Linked DNA regions of Mus musculus: region 1 is linked to region 2. A link is a contact called in public HiChIP or PLAC-seq data. All regions are on one chromosome and are shown on one strand. The core of a region is the stretch at or near the end of the contact, and the rest is flanking DNA. Distances in the headings are between cores, read along the strand shown. Region 1 holds the start of Dnaic2 (dynein, axonemal, intermediate chain 2). Region 2 overlaps Ttyh2 (tweety family member 2).

Region 1 (6,454 bases), core at 2,113-4,612, 35 kb before region 2:
TTTGGTGCTGAAGAGATGGCTGGGAGGTGAACAGCACACACTGACTGCTCTTGCATAGAGGAGTTTGGTTCCCAGCACCCACGTGGCAGCTCTCAACTGTCTGTAACTCCAGTTCCAGCTGATCTGATGCCATCTTCTGGCCTCTGAGGGTACCAGACATACATGCAGGTAAAACATTCATACACATAAGAGAAACATTTTAAGAATATTAAGAACCTTTTTTTTTAAATGAAAAGATCCCATTTCAAAGACAGACAGACAGACACACATACAGAAAGGGAAGAGAGGGAAGACAGCCAGTTGAACCCAAGTACGAGCTAGACACAGTGGTGTCTATAATCTCAGCATTGAAGAAGCAGAGGCAGGAGGATCACTGCAAGTTCTAGGCCGGCCTCATCCACAGAATGAGTGTCAGACTAATCAGAGCTACACGGTGAAACCTGAACTCAAAAAAAAATTTTTTTTAAACAGTCAATCAATCAATCAATAATCAATCAGTCAATCAAACCACGAGTAATGAAGGCAATGATTCCTGATACAAAGAGTCATGTGATCAATAGGAATAAACTTGCAGTCAATCAAACCACGAGTAATGAAGGCAGTGATTCCTGATGCAAAGAGTCATGTGATCAATGGGAATAAACTTGCAGGGCAGGCTTATGGTCAGCTGATCTCGGACAAACCACCAAGGGGTGCAGCAGGGAGGGAGGGACTCTTCAGCAGGTGGCGCTGGGATCACTGGGTATCCCAAGGCTCCATGGCCATAAGGAGTCTGAGCCATGGCTCCACCCACTGAGTCCTAAGGCTGAAGGGCTGAGAGCTGAGTGTATCCATCAAGAAGCAGGTGGGGGGGGGGGGAACAGCTGGAACAGCGGTGATTGAGAAGGGGGGAGGTGAGGTTAACTCCCCAGGCATCCATACATTGTTCCTTCAAGGCAGCATGACCTGCTAGGCATGGCTATTGATGCCTGTAATCCCAGGCCTTGGGAGGTAGAGGCAAAAAGACTGAGATAAGTTAAGGCTAGCTCCATCTACATAGTTTGAGACTAGATTGAGCTACAGAAGACCCTGTCTCAAAAATAACAAAAAACAAAACAAAAAACCAAAAACAATAAAAGCATGCTTCCAGCCATCCCCCAAGCCAACCCAAATCATACGTGTTTAGAAAGTCTCCCTTATGGTTGGGAGAGATGGCTCAGAGAGCAGAGGGGTTGGCAAAGAAGCAGTCTGCATAAGGGTGCCCCACCCCCACCCCCCCGTGTCTTCATTCTGTATGGACAGAATTGAGGCCTTGGAAGAAAGAATGTAAAGTCGATTAAGTTCTCTCTGTCTTCCACCACAGACCTGGCAGTTGGATGCAGGCAATTAGGGGCTGTCTCTCTCCATCTCCAATTGCTGTGGTACAGCTGGCTCCCAAGGACACAGGGACACTTAAGAGAATGAGAAAATTCCGGAAAGAAAAACACCAGCCTCCTCAGTCCCGCTCCGATTCTAACAGCTCTGCTTTCTTACTTGGTGTTTCCCGAGGCCAAGCCCTCGTGGAGAACGGAGGCATTGTCTTGTGTCTGGAGGCAGACAGAGGGGACATTTAAAGGCTAGCCTGGTGACAAGAAGACAGCATACTCAAAGCCCCAGAGCAGGCTCTTTTCTCACAAGCTAACAGGGTGCAAAGATAAATGGCTAGGTCAGCCAAGAGTGTCAGAGTGCTCTTTCTCCTCTTTTGGAAGACAAATGCTCCAGGGTGAGGCTTCCCCAAAGAGGGTCTGAGCAGGGTGTCTTCAAGGGGACATCAGGAGTATTGTTGCTTGGGAGTTTCAGGGGAACATTGCCCCCGTGGGAACCTTCCAGAAGCATGCAGTATCATAATCTCTCTCTCTCTCTCTCTCTCTCTCTCTCTCTCTCTTTCTCTTCCTCTTCCTCCTCCCTCTTACACACACACACACACACACACACACACACACACACACACAGAGCTAAATATGGACTCTTAGAACCTTACACATATCAGCCAGTGCTCTACCATTGAGCTACACCCAGCCCCACTGAGTCTCAAATCCAGGGTCACAAAGAACCGCTATACCCTGGTCCAAACACCAAAACATGTGATCATTTCCTGCACCCTAGCCCAACAGAAACAACAAGACTTGCCTCAGGCGAGGATAATGAGCAAAGTCGTTCCTAGAGAGAACCCCTTGTGGTTGAGCGGAAAGCATGGTACACAGCTGGGAGGAAGGGCCAGGAAATAGCAGGCAACAGAGGTGTCAGTATGGGAAGGGGGCCAGGAGGAGGGTCACCCTTTGTCCCTTGTGTGCCTGGAATTGTAGAGCCGTGCTTGAGTGAGGAATACAGATGGAAGGGCTCCTGTGTCTTTCCAATGTCTTTGTGAACCTTCTGGACAAGGTTAGGAAAATGGTCTCCTGACCCTAAATGTAGATGAAAGGCCAACTCCCAGATGGAGGGGCAAAAGAAAAGGTGCATTTACATACAGTACCTGTGCTCAGTCCACAAGACTCTTGTGATCTCCCATTTTACGCCCTCCATTTTATTTTTCTTAATTTCACTTTATTTTTAATCGTGTGTGTGTGTGTGTGTGTGTGTGTGTGTGTGTGTGTGTGTGTGTGTGTGTAAGTGCACACAAGTGCAGGTGGGGTGGAAGCCAGAAGTGCCAAATCCCCTGGAGTTGGAGTTTCAGGGGTTGTGAGTCACCTGATGTGGGTGCTGGAAATCAAACTCCCGGTTCTTTGCAAGAGCGCACTCACTCTTAGCAGCTGAGACAGTCCTCCAGCCCCCTCTCTTAGTCTTTGAGACAGGCTCTCACTCTGAGTCCACTGGCCTAGAGCGCACTGAGTAGTCTAGGTTGCTCTCTGACTCTTGGTAATCCTCCTGCATCAGTTTACAGGAGTGCAGGGTTTACCGGCCTATCCCTATCCCCCTCCCTACGTTTAACTGAAAGCTCTCTTCTTAACAACCCATCCTTCCTGGGCTTGAAATTTTGTTCCATTCACCTGAAAGCCAGAAAGAGGTCCCGCCCACTCCGGGTCACAGCCCGGGTCAGGGCCTGGTGGAGAAGTGCAGAAGGCAAGGTGCTTGGAGGCTGAGGAGGTCCTGGAGCTTGAAGAATATTCAGGGCAGCGAGGATTAATGCAGCAGAATGAGCTGATTCCAGCACCTGACAGTTCTCCGAGATTTCTTGCACTGTTGGTGATTATTACCCTCGAGAGCTTTTCCCTCTTTTTGCCAGGTCTTCTTTCGGGCTTGGACGTCCTCTAGGACGCCCGCCCCTTATCCTGGCTCACCTCCTGCCACACAGCCCAGGAGAAGCGCCCAAGACCAGTCCCAGCTCCAGCGCAGCTTAAACGGCTGGGAGCTGCGGAGTTTACCAGTTGCCTAGCAACCCTGGCCGGGCCGAGACGCCGGCAGTTCGGAAGGCGATCTGGAGCACGTGACTCTGGTCCCGCTAGTCGGAAGCACCCCCTTCTCTCCTTCCTTCTCTGGAGGAGGTCTGCGGAAGAGGTGGAGGAAAGTTAACCAAAGCTTTGCCAAAATGCCTACCCAAGTCTACAGTCTATACCCAGCAAAGTCCCTCCCCCACTCCCGTATCCCCCGAAAACGCAATCAAAGTGACCAGAGCGTGGGAAGCCCCGCACCTGGGTCAGTTCGGATCATGTCTGATTTGTCACTGCTACAATGTCCGGGTCTCTTCTGTTAACGTATCCCTTGCACCACCACCCTTCTGAATTCATCTCTGGAATGGAAATTCCTTGAGGGTCAGGCTCAATGCATGCAAGCATGGCTTAGCTATGCGGCTGGCACGTTGTAAATATGGTTTCATTGCATGAATGAATGAGCTAGCTGATGGACACATGAATGACACAAAGAGAGATGTGTTTCTCATGAGCTTGAGGCAAGGAAGTGAGAAAATGTGGGAGGGATTGATGGACAGGCTGAGTACAAGGCACTTTGTTGGGTAAGCCTGACAAGCAGAGTTCACATCCTAGAACCCACATAAAAATGGGGGAAAAAATGGATTCCACAAAGTTGTCCTCTGATCTGTGTCATGTAGCACACCCACAATCATCATCATCATCAATAATTTAAAAAGAATTAAAGAAGGGAGGTAGAGTCCTATATCTAGGACTGGTGAGATGGCTCAGTAGAGAAAGGGGCTTGCTACCACTTCTATGACCTAGGGTTGAGCCCCAGACACACATGGTGAAGGAGAGAACTGAATTCTCTAAGTTGTCCTCTGACCTCCATACTTGTGCTATGTAAGACACACACAAACACACACATACACAATATGATTTTTAAAAAAAGATTTATTTATTTATTTAGTACCGTGTTCTGTCAGCATGCCAGAAGAGGGTACCAAGATTCCATTACAGATGGTTGTGAGCCACCATGTGGTTGCTGGGAATTGACCTCAGGACCTCTGGAAGCACAGTCAGTGTATTTAACCTCTGAGCCATCTCTCCAGCCCACAATATAATTTTTTAAAGAGAAAGAAAACTACAGAACCGTATATACTTTCCCAGAGGTGTTCCTTAAGAGCATTTGGGACCCGAGGTTGGTTCTTTATTTATCATGGGATTTTAGCAAGGCACTCTCTCTGCCATCCCCTGTGAGGTTTGAATGAGATCACCCTCATAGCTCATATATTTGTATGCTTAGTTCCCAGATGGACAAGCTTTTTGGAAAAGATTAGAACCTTGTTGGAGAAGGTATGTCACTGGGAGTGGGCTTGGAGGCTTTAAAAGCTCACACCAGGCCCAGTCTCTCTCTCTCTCTCTCTCTCTCTCTCTCTCTCTCTCTCTCTCTCTCTCCTTTCCTGCTGCCTGTGGATCAGGATGTAGCCCTCAGCTACTTTTCCAGCATCATGTCTGTCCATGTACCACCATGTTTCCCTCCATGATGATAATGGACTAACCCTCTGAAACTATAAGCAAACCCCCCAGTTAAAAGCTTTCTTGTATAATATTTGCCTTGGTTGTGGCGTCTCTTCACAGCAATCGAATGGTGGTGTCTTAAGATAATCTTTCAGTATTGGGATTGACAGGGCCTTGCATCGGATAGGCTGGAGCTCTACCACTGAACTACATCCCAGCCTTACTTTCCATTTCTGAGACTTAACTTTCTCCATCTTCACGTTGAACAGTGGCAGTTCTTCAGGATAATGGGGGAGAACACGCAATCAGACACAGATGATAATCCAGCCCATTGTGAGCCCCCGCCAGCACTGTGCTTGTCCCTACAGGCTCCAGAGAATGAGGTGAATCCCAGGCCAGGCGTGGGCACTGGAAATTTGGATAGAATCAGGCAAAGAATGAGTCACCGAGATGTGGGATTTGGGGCTGGAACCGGGCCCTAGGAAATGGTTTTGAGATGCAGGGGGAGGAGTGGGGAGTGACTCCCAGAGTGGGGGTGGGGCACGGTGTGGACCAGAGTAACTCAGCAGGTCAATTAGTTCCAGGATGGAGCAATGTGGCTGGCTGGGGTTGCAAGCTAGGGGACTTTCTGATGACACATGGGTAGATAAAGCGAGGTATATGTGTGAGCGTTCACTGTGTGTGCAGATAAAAAGGGAAAAGGGGGAAGTTGGAAAGGAAACTGCAGTCATTTTTATTATGACAGTGATTTTTATCCCTGGCTTCCTACCCCACCCTTCACTCCCTTCACTCCGACCTCCACTGGCTCATTTACTCACTCGCTGGCTTTTAGCTCTTATGCTCTTGGCAGGTTCAGCTCAGCCACCCTGGGAGGCCAGCATGAAGTCATATAATTAGGAGCATTCATAAGGTCCTAGTTTGGTTTTCCCCCCAAGCTTCTCAGATTTCCATCCAATCACAGCGTAACTGACAACAGAAATTCTTTGCTTAGATCAGCCTCCGCCCTGGACAAACTCCAGGCAGGTCCCTAGTCCATTGCACCATTGGCTTCCTTTCCACCCCCAATCCCTTCTTCTTTTTTTTAAAGACAGGGTCTCATGTAATCAGGCTAGCTTTGAACTTGTGATTTTTCGAACTTGTGATTTTTCGAACTAGTGATTTTTTTTTTTTATTAGTGCTAATCAATAGTACAGGGTAAGGGCTTTTCTTATGGTGTTTGCATATATTCATAAAATATACTTTGATCATATCTATTCCCCATTTCCTTCTGCTTTCATGCCTTTGTTGGTGGTGGTTTGGTTTTTGTTTTTCTAATTTTGAAATCGAGTGGAAACTGATCCCTAAGTCTCTGAGATGGAAAGAAGACAATCAGGTGTTCAGGGTCAGCCTGGGCTTACAAGAGGCCAGCGTGGGCTACATGAGACCATCTCAAAACGAACAGAACTAGACCAGGCTGGGTACGTTTCGATCCCAGCACTCGTAAGGTAGAGACAGACAGACCTCTGATTTCCAGGCTAGCCTGGTCTAAATGAAGAGTTCCAGGTTAGTTTCAATAGTGAAACCTTGTC
Region 2 (6,533 bases), core at 1,623-4,122:
TGACCCACAGACACACACAGCCCAGTCACATTCGGCCCTCTTCTGGCTCTCATCCGGCTTTGGATCTCCAAGCCTTACTGCAGCCTGAGTTCCTCTTATCTGGAAACCCAACTTTTTTTAACAACCTAGCAGGAAACAACACAAATAATTCCAAATATAAACCCCAAGCTCCAAACTCTGAAATCCCAAACACCTTGAGCCTCCTGAATTTCAGAGAGGAAGGCTCAACCTGGACTCCAGATAGGGAACGGAAAGAATCCATTTTTCTTCCCTGAAATTTCCCCCAGGGTTTGAATCCCTTGGGATCACAACATCAAAGACTCAGAGCTCCAGGCTGCTGCCTCGTGCTTTAGTCCCAGGCACCCTACAAGAGAGGGGGTTTGTCTCCCAGCTAGAATCAGCTTGTAGTGTCCCAACCACAAGTCCATGCGGAACAAGGGGGCCTTGAAAACAGAGAACAAATGTCTTCTTCTCCCAGCCTGGCCCTGGGACAGGAGGAAACCAGTGTTTTATCTTGGGCTCATGTCCTCCACCCCGCATGATGTCTGTCCTGCTAGGTGGGTATAGAGGCACCTGTCCTTGGCTTGAACCAAAACAACATCTGTCTATGCAGACAGAAATGAAAGGAAGTGGCCGAGGGTGTCCTTGACAGCTCCTAAACAAGGGGCAAGGGGCAGCTTAACCTACAAAGGTCACTCTCACCTGGCCACACGGAGCCTGCATCATGTCGGCAGTTGAGAGACTAACAGCTTTGTTTCTGTTTTATTTGGTTTGCAGTCAGGGTCTTACTAATTGCCCAGGCTAGCCTGGAAATGGCTCTGTAGTCCTGGTAGACCTTGAATCTGAGATCACCCTGCCTCAGCCTCTGGAATAGCTGGACTAACAGGACTATGCTACCAGGGTCTGGCTTTGCTGCTTTGACACTGTTATAAACAAACCGCTGGAAGAAGGACAGGATGCCTTGTTAATCCTTCCCCAGCAGCCTTGGCTTGAGGCGGAGCCAGAAGCCATGGGTTAGGTGAGTCATGAAAACAAGGCCCTGAGGGTGGGCCAATTGGAGTGAAGAGCTGCCCAGATGAGACATAGTAAGTAATAACCCAGTTATTAAGTCATCAATTGGAAAGTAGGTTCTAATAGGATAGAGGGTAGATATCTGTCCAACTCTTATGCTGATTAAGGGTTATTGTAAATATAAAGATGGTGTCTTTTATCCAGATACTAAATGGTCAAAGGCAGGGTAGAAACCCTGGATAGGGATTAAAAATTTCTACAACATTGGCTCCCCCAGCCTGCAAGAGAAAAATCCCTGCAGAGGGGCAGAGGAGGAGGGCACAGCAACGAAGCCCATAGGAGAGAGGTCTGAGCTCGGGGAATCATGGGAACTTCACATCAATCTTGCGGCTTTTCATGCCTTCCCTACAGGGTGACTTCCTGATTCTAGAACAAACCATGGCTCCCTGTTTCCGTGGGTGTCAGCACCTCTTCCGTTTTCTGGCTTTTGTTGGGTTCTTAGGAGGTAGTGACAGATTCAGAGACACCAAGACAGAGACAGATATGACTGGGCTTGCTGGCTCGTGCCTGTAGAATCCTAATAATTGGGAGGCTGAGGCAGGAGGATTACCTTGAAGTCAAGACCAGACTGGGCCACAGATGAGCTCTTGTCTCAAAAAAAACAAAACAAAACAAAACAAAACAAAACCAAAAAACAAACCAAAAAACCAAAAACCAAAACAAACAAAAATAAAAGTCCTCCCTTTCCTGGAGGTGGAGGGGCACACAGCTTTGGGAGGCAGAGGCAGGTGAATCTCTGCAGAATGAGTTATAGGACAGCTAGGACTACACAGAAAAAAAAAAATGTCTCAAAAAACGAAAACCAACAAAACAAAAGGAAAAGAGGAGCCGAGAATGAGCATGTAGCTCATTTGATAGAATGCTTGGCCAGCCGGCACGAGGTCCTGACTTAGAGCCAAGGCATCCAACACATTGGGCATTGTATTGAACACTGTAGTCCCAGCGCTCAGCAGCAGGACCAAGAGTTCAAGGTCATCCCTTGGCTATACTGGGAGCCAGCCTGAGCTATCTGTGACTCAAAAAACAAACATGAAGAAAATAAGTGCCTCCCACAAACAAACAAAACCCCAAGGAAAAAAACACAGAGAATTTAAGATTGTAAGGAATAGCCAGGTGTGGCGGCTCACAGCCTGGGCTATACACACAGCCTGGGCTACACAACACAGGATGCGCTACACTTAGAATTCCAGGACAGCCAGAGCTCGTAGAGAGACCCTTCCTGTGCTGAAAAACCAAAACAACAAAAATTAGAGAAGAATAGGCCAGGCATGGTGTCCAAGGCCTGGATTCTGAAAGCTCAGGAGGTTGAGGCTAGAGGATCAGGTTCTAAGATAGTCTGGGTCACATCGTAGAACCTTGAACTAGAGAAAAAAAGAAGAGAAACAAAGCCACAAGACAAAAAACATCTGTCAAGTCCATTTTCTTTTTTTTCTTTCTGGTATTGTTTCATGGGAAGAGATGATAGATACATGCTAGGTAGACAGACAGACAGACAGGTGTTAGAGCACATCACAACAAGGGCCTCCCTGTAGCTCTGTGCTTGCTCACATGGGTCCTAGTCTTTGCCCTTCAAGAAGACAGGTGTGATGCCCCGGAGATGGGCTGTGGCTTTCTCTTGGGAGCTGAAGATGAAGGAAACAGCTCAGCTCTTCCACCAGGTGGGCACCCAGGCCAGAGAGAAGGAAGGTCTTTAAGGACAAGGGTGTAGCTTTCAAATTGCGGTCCCCAGGCAAGCAGCATCGCTAAGGATCTCATTACAAATGCAAATTTTCAGCTTGCCTCAGAAGATGAACTGGAGCCCAGCAGGGCGGGCCTGGCGCCCCGGGGGCTAACAAGCTCTCAGGGAGATTCTGACCTCTGGGAGGGATCACCAGGTCCTGGGTGTGGGTGGACCGGGTCAAGAGGAACACTGGCTCAGATTCAGGGAGGTAGTAGGGAGGAAAAGGACCCAAGGACTGGGCTTTGTGTTCTTCCTCCCTCAGTTTCTCCACCCAGCAGTTTCCCACAGGCCTACTATGGGCTCAGGATGGTGGGGGTCTCTAGCCAAGAGAGGAGCATACAGAGGGTCCTTGGTCTTTGTGTTTAGGGGCAGCCCTGGAAGGGTCTCTTAGTTGACCATGGCTGCTACATCTGGGCTCCATCAGGGCCTGGCTTTATGATCTGGGCTGTTGGATGAGTCTCCATCCTGACTCTGCCACCCACAGCCTCCCACAACCTGAGCACCTCCACTTCATGGTGATTGCAGTAATTATTATAATGACGCCATTATCTTAATTCCTGAGGGAGAGAGCACTCTATAGTTTACCCGGCACTTTCTCCGGTGGTAATTCACCTGATGCCATTTAGCCATTTACCTGCAATTTGGACCCCACCCCTTGGATGAGGGGGGAAGGCCCTATAAAGGATCTATCATCTTCCTGCAGGCCTCAGGCCAGAGACTGTCAGGTACCCATCTTGAGGCCTTCCCCACCCTCTTAGATAAAAAGGGCAGATGCTACCATAGCAGGCAGCCCCACCAAGGAGCCCCAGGACAATTATCTTACGTTGCAGCAACAGCCAGATGGTAAGGGGCTGTCTCCAGGGACAGGGTGAGGGTAAGGTCACACAGCCAAGTGTTCAAACCTGGCTCAGGAGGGCAGGGAGCCTAGAGCTGGTTCCTAGATACCAGCAAGTTCCTCCCCAGAGATAAAGACTAGAGTTTTCCCAACAGTGAAGGTCATAGCTTTGGGGCTTTCCAGCATGCGGGCTTCTCCCACTTCCAAGGCCGATGGTGGCTAGGGACAGAGAGACAGGGTAATACCAAATAAACAGAAGGTGTCCTTGGGGACTTGGCCCCCATCAGGACAGAGTTCCCAGGGACCAGCTCCCACAAATCCTGAGCAGTGCACATCTGAAGCACCACAGCCTGTGTTTTTTTTTTTTTTTTTTTTTTAGGTGAGAGTTCCTGTCCCTGCCCCACCCCCAGGAGCTGATGGAAGGATTAGATCCCCAGAGGAGCTCAAAGGAGCATGTTGGGGGGTGGGGGCGGGGGTCAGATGATGTTGAGTCCTCCCTTGGGAGGACGCCAGGTCACCAGTTCCTCGAGTTAGGGCTGGCAAATCAAATGTGCCTTTTGCTGGGACCTGTGCTATTCTGGAGGGACCTGGTCCAGAGAGGGTCAGATGCCCAAGGACTCGTTTCCCTGAAATATGCATCTGGTCTTCCCCCACCAGAGTCCTCAGGAGGCACCAGAAGCTGTCACGGGATCACCTTAAAAATCAGCAGGAAAGACTAGCTAGCACTCTGCAAAGGTGACAGGCAGGTAGGGGCCAGGGGTGAAGAGATGAGCCCAGAGATAGTGCCACTGGTCCCACGGTCCCGACACACAGCTGGGTTTATGAGGCTTCTTCCCAGCCCTGTATGTGTGGGGGGGTGGGGTGGGGGTGGGGCAGGGCTGAGGGGCTCTTCTACTGTTTCTACAGACTTTTTAAAATCACTTACAAAATTATTTTTTGGCAGACCCTGTTACCACCATGCTCGGTCTCTAGGTTCTCTCCTTTCGATATATGGATCAGAACTCTATTCAAAGCACTTAGAGCTAACATTAAAAAAAAAAATCCATGTTCAGGATTGAGGATATAGCTCAACTGGTAGAGCGACTGCCTAGTATGTATAAAGCTTGAGGTTCAAACGTATACAAGGCATAGGGGTGCACACACGCACATAAGCATCAGGTCGTCCTCGAAGTAATAGAGGGCTCAAGACATACAGACCCTGTCTCAACCAACCCATGCCCAGCACACTAGGGTGGCAGTGTTTCCACCCTGGGTACACAGAGGCAGGAACATCATGGAAAGCTCCAGGTGAGTCTGGCCTATACAGTGGGTGCCGGGCTAGTCAGGGCTACACAGCGAGACCTCTCGCTTTAAACACAATCACAACAGAACAACTCCAGAACCCATGTCCGAGGTCTGCTTCAGGGATGGGTAAGGTCTCAGATGTTCTGCAGACCAAAGGGGGTCGGTCTGATGGGGCCGAGCTGCCCTGAAACCTCCCTATGTCTGGGACATAGAAACTGTGTTTGCCTTTGGCAGGGCAACGGCTCAGAAGGCGGCCCGGCCCACAGCGCCCATCACACAACTCGACAGGGTGCAGCTGGGCTCCTGAGATCTGACTGGTACCCTTGTTCCGGCCTTGCTGATCTCATGGGCTGTGCCTGTGCCCAGCCACCTGCCCACAATCCTTACCAGCTCATCCATTCCAGAGAAGGTGTGGTTCGCGTTGTCCAGGGAGTAGATCAGCTGATGCATCCCATCGTTGGTCTCGCTGTTTCCATAGAAACCAACGCCCACCGCAGCACTACGGGCAAAACCCCAAAGAAAGGTTAGGGGTGATACCCAGAAGAGAATACACTTGCTGCTTTGTGTGTAGCGTGTGCTCATATGTGTATATGCACGTGTGCACGTGCACAAGGGGGACAGAAGATGATGCTGGGTGCTTTCATCTGTCACTCTGTGCTATTCCCTTGGGACGAAGTCTTCAGTGAACCTGGAGTTCGGTGAAATGGTTAGTCTGGCAAGGGAACCTCAGCTTTATGCCTGGCTCTGGCCTCCATCCCTAGCACTGGGATTGCAGATGTGTGGGCTTTGTCCGTGGGTTCTGGGAATCCAAACTCACGTAGGTCCTCATGTCTGTCCAGCAAACACTTTCTTCTGGATTTCCCATAAGTACTGTCAATCGTTCTATGTGCTGAGGACTGAACCCAGGACTACAGGCCTGCTAGGCAAACAATCTGCTCCTGAGATCCAGTCCCAACCTTGCATTTATCTTCAAAAAAAAAAAGTTTCTATACCCAGGTGGTGGTGCATGCCTTTAGTCCCAGCACTTGGGAGTTCGAGGCCAGCCTGGTATACATAGTGAGTGCTAAGGGAGACGGCCAGGGCTATTACACGGACAGATGGACAGACAGACAGACAGACAGACAAATACATTTTCAGGGTTGTAGAGATGGCTCAGTGTTAAGGACACTGGCTGCTCTTTCTGAGGTCCCTGGTTGTTTCCAGCACTGAGACCGCACTCCACAACCATCATAAACTGGTTCCAGAGGGATCGATCTGCCTTCCTCTTCTGGTCTCTAAAGGCACTGTATACACACAGTGCCTAGACATGCATACAGACAAACCACCCATACGCATAAAATAAAGATAAATAAATTTGGGGCTGGCGAGATGGCTCAGCTAGTAAGAGCACTGACTGTTCTTCCGAAGTCCTGAGTTCAAATCCCAGCAACCACATGGTGGCTCACAACCACCTGCAATGAGATCTGACACCCTCTTCTGGCACGTCTGAAGACAACTACAGTGTACATATGTATAATAATAAACCTTTGGGCCGACCGAAGCGAGCTGAGGTCCTCAATTCAGTTCCCAACAACCACATGAAGGCTCACAACCATATGTACAGCTACAGTGTACTCATATACA

Evidence for each region. HiChIP or PLAC-seq counts read pairs in DNA pulled down with a chosen protein or histone mark.
Region 1: an H3K27ac HiChIP or PLAC-seq map of embryonic stem cells shows a contact between it and region 2, with 20 read pairs. The contact joins the promoter of Dnaic2 here to the enhancer-like site in region 2. A contact is called at or near these places in 12 of 39 promoter capture datasets (the 3T3-L1 cell line, HPC-7-derived erythroid cells, the SN4741 cell line and 8 more), 1 of 15 datasets of contacts at CTCF or cohesin (large pre-B cells), 47 of 484 Hi-C or Micro-C datasets (the 3T3-L1 cell line, 3T3-L1-derived adipocytes, the Ba/F3 cell line and 24 more), 7 of 115 datasets of contacts at active chromatin or transcription factors (bone marrow-derived macrophages, embryonic fibroblasts, embryonic stem cells and 1 more) and 4 of 9 other capture datasets (adipose tissue, embryonic stem cells, liver and 1 more).

The regions. Positions count from the first base shown.
Region 1 is chr11:114,724,327-114,730,780 of GRCm38.p6, reverse strand. It overlaps Dnaic2 (dynein, axonemal, intermediate chain 2), which reads right to left and starts at 3,362. Exons shown (of 13, transcript NM_001034878.3): 1 at 3,006-3,362.
Region 2 is chr11:114,689,115-114,695,647 of GRCm38.p6, reverse strand. It overlaps Ttyh2 (tweety family member 2), which reads right to left. Exons shown (of 14, transcript NM_053273.2): 3 at 5,298-5,409. Among named protein-coding and RNA genes, the nearest start is that of Ttyh2, 17 kb to the right of the region's middle. Within about 2 kb of position 2,872, at least 35 of the 459 cell types and tissues checked have an H3K27ac peak or open chromatin away from gene starts, as enhancers often do. A contact at or near this core is called in the CH12 cell line, embryonic stem cells, liver and 3 more, where this site is marked.